Regions from separate parts of the Mus musculus genome. Here region 1 is linked to region 2. The links are chromatin contacts, called in public HiChIP or PLAC-seq maps. All regions are on one chromosome and are shown on one strand. The core of a region is the stretch at or near the end of the contact, and the rest is flanking DNA. Distances in the headings are between cores, read along the strand shown.

Region 1 (5,400 bases), core at 102-2,601, 45 kb after region 2:
ACTAACACAAGTAGAAAGGTTGATCTACCCTGAACTGATTTGGGGTCCATGCATGATAAAACAAACTGTGTCCCTCAAAGGGGACTTCTAAGAAGAATTCCCAATTTACTATCTTATGTCTATAAATAACTGGGCATGCATATAATTAAAACTGGATATGTATGGGAAAGGACATTCACAGTGGAGAAATGATTGTATAACTTAGCCCGTCAATCAGCGCAGAGAACCACCTAAACTTCCAGTAACCAAACTCCTCCTTCTTCCCCAACCCCTAAAAAGGCAATAACCTGGAGCCCTTAAGTATTCCCACTTACTGTCAATCTTGATAGTGTATTCTTTTTTTCTAATCCCTACTATAACTTTGATTTGAATAAGCTTTCTCTGTTGCTTTGCAATCTTTGGGTGCCTTTGCACGTTTCGGGTTTTTGTTTTGTTGGGTTTTTGTTTGCTTTGTTTGTTTTCTGAGGCAAGGTTTGTCTGTGTAGCCTTGACTAGTCGTCTTAGAATTCCATCTATAGACCAAACAGGCCTTGGACTCACAGAGATCTGCCTTCCTCTGACTCCCAAGTGCTGGGATTAAAGGCATGCATCATCACTGTCTGGCCTCTGTGCCTTTAGTTCATACTTGAATAAGAGGCTAAGAACCTGGAAACACTGGTCCAGACCATCAGGGACAGAATGAATGCTGAAGCCTTGAATGACCAAGGTGCCATGTTGCCTATAGTTGATCCATCATTGCCTCTGTGTAAACTCCCTTTCCAACAGACAAGGTCTCCTTCTGACTAGCACCAGAGTCCCAGTCTTTTCCATCCCCAACACAGGACTCAGTGCGTGGTGAATTCCAATTCCTCGGTGGTCCATTGCTACCATAGTCTGAGAGCCAAAGGGGTTAGGATGGGGGACACACATATCTTTTTAGAAGATTGTTGTTCCGGCCACAGGCAGGTTACAATCCCTACTTTCTTTGTCTTGAGTGATTATGACATCATGTTATGATTACATAATGAAATACCAATAGCTGAATAACTCATTAATCAAGTGTGATAGTTACTGCAATAGCATTGAAAAGAAAAATTGTCCCAGTATGAGACTAGGAGATCCCCTGTTTTGTGAGGAATGTAATTGATGACTTTCTTCTGGGAAGGAAACCCTTGCTCCCAATGAAATGCCTGACTATTTTCTGACAGAGAGCAATGGCATGAAGCCTTGTTCTGGGAAGCCCATTGTACCAGGCAGATTGCCAGACCATAGTCCACGCTGCCTGGCCTTCCCTTCTCCTACAATATGCTCTTGCAAAGTGTAAATCTTTGAACTGGATTCCCAGAGGCTCCCCTCCCTGCAGAATGACTGCAACACAGTGATGGTCACCAGAAAGGAGGGAGAGCTCGTTCTGATGGGTTGGTGGAGTGAGTGAGTCAGGGACCCTGAGAAAGTGTTGTGTGATATTCATAACTCAGAGTCTCCATCATAAGACCTTGAGAAACATCAGGCATGCTGGCACATGTCTTTAATCCAACTACTTGGGAGTCAAAGGCAGGTGGAGCTCTGTGAGTTCAAGACCAGCTTGGTCTATGTTGTAAGTTCCAGGCCAGCCATGACTACATAGTGAGACTGTTTTGAGGGAGAGAGAGGGAGAGAGAGAGAGAGAGAGAGAGAGAGAGGAAGAGGAAGAAGAAGAAGAGGAGGAGGAGGAGGAGGAGGAGGAGGAAAAACAGACCAATAACAGGAACCCAAACCCCAAAACCTCAGGAAGAGGCAGTATGAATTAAATGTTGGGTGAGAACAGCTTGGTGCTGTGCCCAGTTCCCATCAGTGTACCATCGATGGTCACTATGACAACCTGGACTCTGGAGTCAAATGCATGCCTCCCAAGATCTGCTACTCTCGGTAGGTTGACTGCTTAAGCAAAAGGTTTCTTGGAAAACAGCCGAGGCATGAGGACAGCTTGTCCCCAGATACCTTTTCTAAAAGCAAGAGGTAAAGTTCCCACATGGAAAATGCAAAGACCCAGTCTAGCCGTGAGAAGTTAGGTCTGGGGAGCGCTGACAGACTTTAAGTGGGCTTTGTTTTGTCGCTGTTATTTTTCTTCCCACAGAAGCTAGCCGTTTCTTTACAGCTCACTACTTCTGTTGTTTCTTAACCCAGCTCAGTGGATACATGACTAACCCCAACTGCTAACGCCAACGTCATGTGCTGATGGGGACTCTAGGACCACATAACTCACAATAAACGCATTTGTATGCTTTGCTCTTGTAAACCTCTCCTAGGCTAGCTTAGCTCCAGGGCTCAGCTGAGACCCTAAGGGGATAGAATAGGAGGCATGCCAACCTGCGTTTCCTTGCCCAGAAGAGTCTGAAAGTCCTAGGTTGGCAGTTGATTTCCATCAAGTTCTTGGCCCCAGTTTACCTTCTGACCAGCCGATAGAAGCACCCTGGCCAGGTAGTGGTGACGCATGCCTTTAATCCCAGCACATGGGGGGCAGAGGCAGGTGGATTTCTGAGTTCAAGGCCAGTCTGGTCTACAGAGTGAGTTCCAGGACAGCCATGGCTAGACAGAGAAACCGAAGTGGGGGAGGGGGAAAGGAGCACCCTGTGGCAGGATCCAGGGAAGGGCATCTGTAGCTTCAGGTGCTCACTCTTAGGGATAAGGATGGGGTTCCCTCCCCCAGCTCCAGGCTTGATGTGGAGATGGCATCCACATTTTTTTTGCTTTCAAAGTCCTTCCTGTGGACTATGGAGGGATAGCTAAGTCATAGAGCAGGCCCCAGCAGGGATATGTTCTTAGAGGCCTACCAAGTCTGCCCGCCACCTGCTGCAGTGGAGAAGGCAGAACCCACTTGTGGCTTTGACTGTGCAGCTGTGGCTCAGGTATAGTTCTGGGCTGTCCTTTGAGCTCGTGGTTGGGGCTGAAGGGGGGAGGGGGGCTGCTACACTCCACTTGAGCCCGTCTCTTCTCTTTGCCTTGAGTGAGGAGTGTGTGAGACACTCACACTTGCAGAGCAGAGTGAGTGTGTGAGAGGCTATGAGGGGAGGAGATGCAGCAGGTGGCTGTTCCTCAGCTCTGTCCCTACTGTGGTGAACGGAATAAGAAAACAACAACAACCAAAAACATCAGGCCCATAGCAAGCTTCGCTGGCTTATGGGGCACCTTCATGAGAATTAGAAAATGTCAAGGTACCTACTCTGGGTACCTTGCTTGGCCAGTGAAGGTGCCCAGAGCTTGGCAGGCTCAGTACAAGCATGGCTTCAGTCTGCACTGTCTTTTCTGCCTCTTGTCTTATTCAGTGAGCAGCCCACACAGTGGTGACTGGCAGTCCTGATGACTGATCTCAAACACTAAGGAAGAAAAAAGGCATAAGTGAAGAACTAAGTCGAGGGGGTGTCTCCTCTTGGTTATGGCTGCAGTGCCCGATGGATAAAGGTAAAGAGAACTCTAGAAAGTGTTGCTGTTAGACGACTACTTTTATTTTATTTTATTATTTTTTTTTCAGCTTGCTTTCTCTACTTACTCTAGGATCCAAACCCGAGGGGCTGGTGTGTCTTCCCACCTCAAGGGCATCATCAAGCCAGGTGGTGGTGGTGCATGCCTTTAATCCCAGCACTTGGGAGGCAGAGGCAGGAAGATTTCTGAGTTTGAGGCCAGTCTGGTCTACAAAGTGAGTTCCAGGACAGCCAGGGCTACACAGAGAAACCCTGTTTCGCAAAATTAAAAAAAAAAAAAAAAAAAAACCAAACCCAAAGCAAACCAAAACCAAAGTGTGCAAGTGTTTCAGAATACTGGACCACCAAACTTCCTTCAGTCCACAAAGAGGAGGCCTGAGGAAATGGAAATGAGCAGAAAAGGCAGCTAGAAAATGCTCACCAAGTGGCCGGATGGGCAGTCTGCCTGAGGCAATCAAGGGTCAGGCCTGCTGTAATTCATCCTGTCCTGGGAGGGGTCTATGGTCCTCGGTGGGCATCTTGGGTTGAAGTACCACTGGCTACAGGTGAGGGTGCCCTGTGCCTTTTCCCAGACTTCCTGGTTTGTCAGAGCTGCAGCTTTACTGGCCTGGGAGGAAAGTTCCACCGCCTGGCTGACAAGCCTGCAGAACTCCAGGTCTTTCTCAGGGACCAAGCCCTTCAGTTCCTGCAGCAAACGGTTCAGCTGTGCCCTGGCGTCCTGCACTTGTGCACTGGCATCCGGGGAACAGATGCTCAGCTCACTCAGAAGCTGCAGGGTGGTCCTCAGGGCTGGCTCCTGCCCACTTCCTTCCATGTGGACAGCCTGCACGGGCAGCTTGTGTCACGTAGTGTCACAGGACTCTGGCCAGTGTCTTGTATTGCTCTTTGAAGCACTCTAACACAGGATGAAGAGGGTTCAGCACCTCCGTCCAAAGTGGAAGAATGGTGGATTCCTCAGAGCAGGGAGTAGCGTGAAGCCTGCAGCCTCTGATGCTGGTGCTGTCCCCAAGACAAAGGGAAGGAGAGAGCAAGGAGAAAGAGTAGTCCAGTCCTGGTAGCTGCAATATGACAAGAAAACAGAAAAGGTTTCTGCAGCAGCCAAAGGAGAGAAGCCACCTGAGGGAAGGAAGGCCAGCACATTGCCTAGGAGCAGAGAAGAGAGCCAAGTGATGGGGGACGGGCAACCTGCAGTCCGCCATGCTGGAAGGGCATGGATCTGCCAGACCTACACCTCTCCACCATCGATGACAAAAGAGGGTGTGTCTTCCCACTCTTGGTGCTTCCTTCCTGTAAAGGGAACCTAATTAACATCCCCTCCTCTCCCACCCCACCCCACCCCACCCTGTACAAACATTCGAACCCTAGTGGAGGATGTACTTCATTAGTAAATGTGGAGAAGCAGCTGTGAATGGTTAGCCCCACTGTTCTGTTTCATGTCGGGGGCTAGGGCCAGCCAAGGCTAGCACAGGCTCACCATTGCTCCAAGGTGCTGTAGTGTCTTCTTTATAGCAGGAGATTAAGGGTTGAGCTCTCTCTTCTCTACTTCTGCGGAGCACTGCTGGGCATGGTGGGAAACCTCCTGGGTCTAGGGTTCAGGCAGCAAGTTCATTTACCAAGTGTTGTAAGGAAGAGAGGATGCTTATAGAGACCTGATATATGTTCTTTCTCTGTTCTCTCTGTCTTTGTCTGTCTGTGTGTGTGTGTGTGTGTGTGTGTGTGTGTGTGTGTGTGAGAGAGAGAGAGAGAGAGAGAGAGAGAGAGAGAGAGAGAGGAGAATGAATGTTTTGTGTCTATTAGAAATTGAAGCCAGGGCCTTGCACATGCTAGATGAGTACTTCACTATCAAGCTAAATATCTAATCTTGTCCTTCTCTTCTAACTTTTTTAAATGATTTTTTAAATTTAATCTAATTGTTGGGAGTTTGGGGAACTGAACACGAGGCTTCACTAAAGCTGGAAAA
Region 2 (5,601 bases), core at 989-3,488:
TGCGGAGGATTCACTGCACAGACCTTGCTACAGGCTGCTTAAGGGTGGCGGTTTGGTTTCCTTCCTCCCTGTGGAAATCCAAAGGCAAAGTGTCTATGTGGGCTTAGCACCCAGGAGCCAGAGGACCACCATCCCCAGCTCGGTAACTAGTGTCGCTTATTTGTTCCTGTGTTTGGGGAACAGCCTCCCTCTGTAGCCCAGGCTGGCCTTGAATTCTTGGTGAACGCTGGGATTACAGTATTGAGCACATGTTTACCCAGTAGTGCTTTGTTTTCTATGTCTTTTTTTCTGCTTCGTATTGCCTGCCAGAACACTTAGAGCCACAAGGGCACAAGCTTTCCTTTTGAACCCAACCCTTGTTTGATTTTTTTTTTTCACTTTTTCTTGACCTCATCTCAACACACATATATTTCTCTATTTAAACTTAAAACACAAGTCTCATAAACCAGACTGGCCTGGAAATGCTCTGTGTATCCCCAAGATGGCCTCAAGTTCCTAGTCCTTTGACTTCACCCTCCTGAGAGATTTCTTGTTTTTTTTTTTTTAAACTCATTTCATCTGGCAGAGGTGTTGGTGTTTGTAGCAGTTGCCCTCACCCTTAGAAACACAAACTCAGAGGCAAAGAAATTATTTGTGCTTTGCCTACCTAATAATATTCCAGTGGTAATCAAGCTTCCCACAAGGAATTTTCTGGAGAGAGACTAAGTTCCTACTTTACTAGTAAATTGCTACGGGGGGGGGGGGGGCTCATAGAGGCTTCTATGTGTCTATTTGTAAGCCTGATGTTGTCTCCTTTCTTCTGTCCATACCACGCTTCAAGTACATTGACCTATCACCCTCCCCTTTCTTTCTCCCTCTCCCTCCCCCTCTCCCCTCCCCTCTCCCCCTCTCCCCTCCCCTCTCCCCCTCTCCCCCTCCCCTCTCTCCCCCTCCCCCTCTCCCCCTCTCCCTCTCCCTCTCCCTCTCTCTGACAGGGTTTCTCTGTGTAGCCCTGACTGTCCTGGAACTCACTCTGTAGACCAGAACTCAGAGATTTGCCTGCCTCTGCCTCCAGAGTGCTGGGATTAGAGACGTGCCATTTAATCCCATTTAAAGTACCTAAGGCCTGGCTAATCCAATCTCATGTCTGCCTTAAGGTCTTTCTGCTGTTTGCCTACTTGGCACTCCGATATTTTGAGCAAGTTACCATCCTGGTCAGTAGCATTTATAGTGATTCAAGACTTAGGGTGGCGGGGCATGGGAAGGGGAGGGGGAGGGGAGGGGGGAGGGTGTTAATACTTCAGGAGAGTCAAATGGCTGGTTTAGGCAGTTTGACCATGGGGTTACATTGTGGCAGATGGTCTCTACACCTGGCTGGCACAGCGAGGAGGGACAAGTACAGTTGTGTTTTTAGTCAAATAATGAAACTCAGAGGGGTCAGAAAACAGCACAGGGTCTAGTACCTCCCGGCCCAGGTGCTGCTCTGTGGCGGTTACTTGACTTTTGCTATGCCCTTCATTTTTAAATTGTTACTAATACTGGCAGCACAACTCATTATTAATAAGGCAGAGTGATCCAGAGAACCCACCGACTGTCTCCTGCTGGGCTGGTGGTGAACTCCGTGTACAGCTGAGTTTTTTTTTTTTTTTTTACAGAGACTCTCTGTGAAGCTCTGGATGTTCTAGAATTCTCTATGTAGACCAGGCTGGCCTTGAACTCAAAGAACTCCACCTGCTTTTTGCCTCTTGAGCGCTGGAATTAAAGGCAGGTGCCATCATACCTGGGAAACCTGGAACTTCTGATCCTTCTGAACATTGGGATAACAGGTGTGTGCCAGGAACTATGGCTTTTATTCAGTACGGGGCACAAACACAGGGCCAGGCAAGTACGCTACCCATAGGCTCCATTCTCAGCCCGGAAGTTAAGTTCTTAGTTAAGTGCTTTTACTTAAGCTTAAGTTAACCGAGACCAGCCAGGACAGTGAAACCGATTTTCCTCTCTTGTTTCATTTCCTGAAAGAATCATCCCAGTTTCACCCCCTTTCCTTCCCTCAACAGGAGGGAATGGAGAGAGAGAAACGATCCAGAAAGGATAAAACGGTAATCAAACAGAAATCCAGCCGTGCAGCAAAAGCCCTATTTGGCCTCTTGCTTGGGTAGGTTTCACAGGCTCATGGAGGGAAACAAACGCACATGCGCACAGGCCCCTAAACCCACACAGGCGAAACCCCTTTGTGGAGAAGCCAGCCACAGGAAACTCACTTCGGCACAGGAACTTGCTAATCGCTTTTGTCACTTTCGGAGTGTTCCTCTGCCTCGGTCACCTCCGACACTGAGGCCCACCACCTTGGGCTGGACTCTGCCAGTCCGGTGTTGCAGCTTTTCCAACAGTGACTCATTGGGAGCCTTGGGGAAGAGAGAGAGAGAGAGAGGTAGACCTCAGGAGGGACTCTCAGCAGTAATAGATTTGAGCTACGTTAGCTTTTACATGGCGTGGAGAGCTACTTAGACTTCCGGAGTCAGTCATTTTGGTGATGAGACTTGGCATTCTACCCCAGGTAAGACTTTTGCCTCTTTAAAAATGTTTTTTCGGTGTCTCAGGAATCTCTGTGATTTTGTTAAGATTTTTTTCTTCTTCTTTAGGCTGAACATTGTAATGACCTTTTTTAATTTGTTGCAAAGTGTAGACTAAACTCAGAGATGGGGGTGTGTTCGGCCGTCTACCCCAACTCTAGAGTCTTAACAAGACACACTTTGGTTTTCTTTCTATTTTGCTTTGTTTTTGTTTTGAGATGAGGTCTTGGATAGCCTGGGCTGGCTGATGTGAAGTCAAAGATGGCCTTGAATTCCTGACCCTTCTGCTTCCACCTCCCAGGTGCAGGAGTTACAGGCATGTGCCACTGAGTCTTAGTTTCTAAGGTATTCCCATATGTTCTTGGGGCTGTGTCAGAGCTTGCTTGTGTGGGGACTTTAGACTTCATGCAGCAGTGTTTGATGAAGGAAATCTAAGGGCCCTCCAGCATCCACAGAGAGCAGCTTTAAAGTTATCTAGCTATGTAGAAAAAAAAAATCGAAATAAAAACCATATCCCAGAATTCCTATCTAGCTATTCTCAATCCCAATGGCCCCTTTCTGTACATTTCTAGATTAAATTTAGTTTCTCAGCAGGTTTCATGCTGTGCACTGCCAATAGATTGGCTGGGCTGTAACATCCACAGCAACAAAAGCTTGGGGGAAAATCACCGGTTTTAGGTGCTTCACTAAATTAAAGTTGTGACAGATGGGTTCAAGCGACCGGATCTAAGATGGTGCTGTGCATGAGAGAAGAGAAATATAAGGAAACCCGTCCTTCGGTGGACCTTCAAGTCTAGTAGTTACAGCGAAAGATACAGGTTAGGAAACAGTTGAAGAAGAAGCTGGGTCACAGAAGCTTTAACAGCTGTAGGGTTTCGAGAAGGGTTCTGGGAGTGAGCTGGAGTGCTCAGAAGGAAGGATGCTTATAAAGGATGGGGGCTTAGCAGGAAGCCTTAGGAAGGATGGGGGCTTAGCAGATGGAGAAGGGGAAGGTTGTTGTAGACTTGGAGGGCCATGTGGACTTTCCATAAAGAGGAGACTGACTGGCCTAGAGACTGGCCCAGTGGTTTACCCTCTGCCGGATCAGGGTTAGAAAGACAGGGTGTGGGCCAGCTGGAGAGATGAATGAGAAGAGACTACATTCTGTAGTTTTAAACCTTCTTTTAGCCATTTGTAGAGGGACTCGGCCAGTTTTGCATCCTTGGGCCACCTTCTGAGTGCTTAGGACTGTTTTGTGATACCCCTTGGGCCTCTAGCAGTGTTCCTTAGTCCATTGTGGATGCAGAGAAAGGCCTGGGGTGGGGGTCGGGGGGAACCTCTGTGTCTGTTTTCCTATTTAAAGACTTTCAATCATCTGTCTTTCTTCTGGGGAGGTTGACTAGGTGGATAAGCAAGTCTCTGACCTTGAAGAGCTTCTCTTTCAAAGAGAGTGAGCCCTTTGGGCCATATAACAGTTGTTTCCACGGACATTCCCTTAGAGAGATAGCATGTTATAGTGATTCCTGGACCATGAAAACTGGAATCTAAAACCATGGCAAATGAGCAAGAACCTGGAGTCCAGGGGCCCATGTTGAAGCTTGGCTCTGTTATTTCTGGGCCATGGGAACGTCAGACAAGTCACTGAAATTCTTCAATGTTCCTTTTTGTGTTGTTATTATAAGAGACCTTTAAATAACAGTAGCAATAACTGAAAATTACTCCCCCCAAAGGCTGCAGTTGAGATAAAATATACAAAGTGCTTAATGTAGTGTCTAGCTTACAATAAACTCTCAAAGGTCAGCCCTTAGGACTTGTAAGGATTTGGCTATGGACAATGGGGGAAAAAAAAAGGGCGCTGAGCTGGCCCAGGGGCAAGCTTTCTACAAACTTACCTTTTTAAATACATTGTTCCTTTTAAGGGAAATTGGGGGTGACAGGTAAAGGGCTGGGAATGAACTATAGACCAAACACAGAGTTTAGATATTTTATAGTGTTCACATGTGAAGAAAAGAGAACAGATTTGAAAGCAATGTTTTAAGCCTTTCCATGCCAGCTCTTCCAGCTGGCTCTGAGCATCTGCAGTTGTTTGTGAGTGTCTGTCTGGAAGGGTGTCTGAAGGTAGTGGGCAGAATTACAGAGGTTCTTGGAACCCAGGACAGAGAAAGATGCTTATTTCTTGACCCCATTTAAGTCAAGCAATATTACTTCAGTATTTTAGTTGCAATGCTAGCATGATACAGCTGAGAATTCATCCCTGCTCCACAGTTGGAATACTTTTGACCGCGAGTTATTGAAGAAGTGGTTTGGGGTCTGGATGCTTAGGGCCATTGAAAACCTGGGTTCAAAGCTTCCTGCTTTCCCTTCCTCTAGATTGCAGGTTCATATGGATCAGAAAGCCTTTTTAGGAGTGCATTGTGTAGCTGGTATGCTAATTATGAAGCCGGTTCTCAATTATGTGTCAAAGTTGCGAGGCTCTGGCGAGAGATCTCGGGGCAGCAGCCAGAAAGTGGGCCATGAATGGGAATTGAGAGGCAGCATGGCAATATTAGACTGAGGTGATCAGTGAGAGAAGGAAGCCTTTGATGGAGGGGTGGGGATGGGGTACCAGAAGCACCTGGCCTCGGTCCTCACCTGCCCAGTCACCCCTGTGACTGCTTGAATGCTCTGAGCAATCTCTGGACAGTCTGCACTAGGAACTTTCACGCTGTTCTGAGATACGGATGACTGTTGTAAGGTTGACTAGTCTAGTTTTGGCTGGACACCAGAACCACATGGAGAACTTTATGTGTCTTACCATAGCCCTGGAAAGGGCATCCAGGAATCCGTGTGATTGAAAATACAAGCCCCAAAATGACATGGAACCAGTTTTTTTGCATAAGATGATCTGAGAGCCATTAAACGAAGCTTTCTCCTACCCCAACACCAAACACGTCCCCAAACACCAGCACGGTAAACAGTGCTGGGGTGCTCCTGACTGACCTCTCTGTGTTGTGATTGACATTTGTACACCGAAGAGGATTCTCCTTTGTCCTGAATTTATTCCTTGAGATGAGTTTCTGGGAGTGACATG

What was found. HiChIP or PLAC-seq counts read pairs in DNA pulled down with a chosen protein or histone mark.
Region 1: a contact with region 2 is called in an H3K27ac HiChIP or PLAC-seq map of CD8 T cells, with 8 times the contacts expected there. The contact joins the enhancer-like site here to the promoter of Rhoh in region 2. A contact is called at or near these places in 13 of 39 promoter capture datasets (the 3T3-L1 cell line, the C10 cell line, the HPC-7 cell line and 7 more), 20 of 484 Hi-C or Micro-C datasets (the AML12 cell line, B cells, CD4 T cells and 13 more), 13 of 115 datasets of contacts at active chromatin or transcription factors (the 230-238 cell line, CD8 T cells, the HPC-7 cell line and 7 more) and 4 of 9 other capture datasets (adipose tissue, embryonic stem cells, liver and 1 more).

Annotation. Positions count from the first base shown.
Region 1 is chr5:65,907,685-65,913,084 of GRCm38.p6, forward strand. Gm32474 (a long non-coding RNA gene) reads right to left here and starts at 5,139. Exons shown (of 2, transcript XR_376984.4): 1 at 4,915-5,139; 2 at 3,443-4,727. Within about 2 kb of position 1,352, at least 13 of the 459 cell types and tissues checked have an H3K27ac peak or open chromatin away from gene starts, as enhancers often do. A contact at or near this core is called in the AML12 cell line and CD8 T cells, where this site is marked.
Region 2 is chr5:65,861,346-65,866,946 of GRCm38.p6, forward strand. It overlaps Rhoh (ras homolog family member H), which reads left to right and starts at 2,239. Exons shown (of 3, transcript NM_001081105.2): 1 at 2,239-2,536.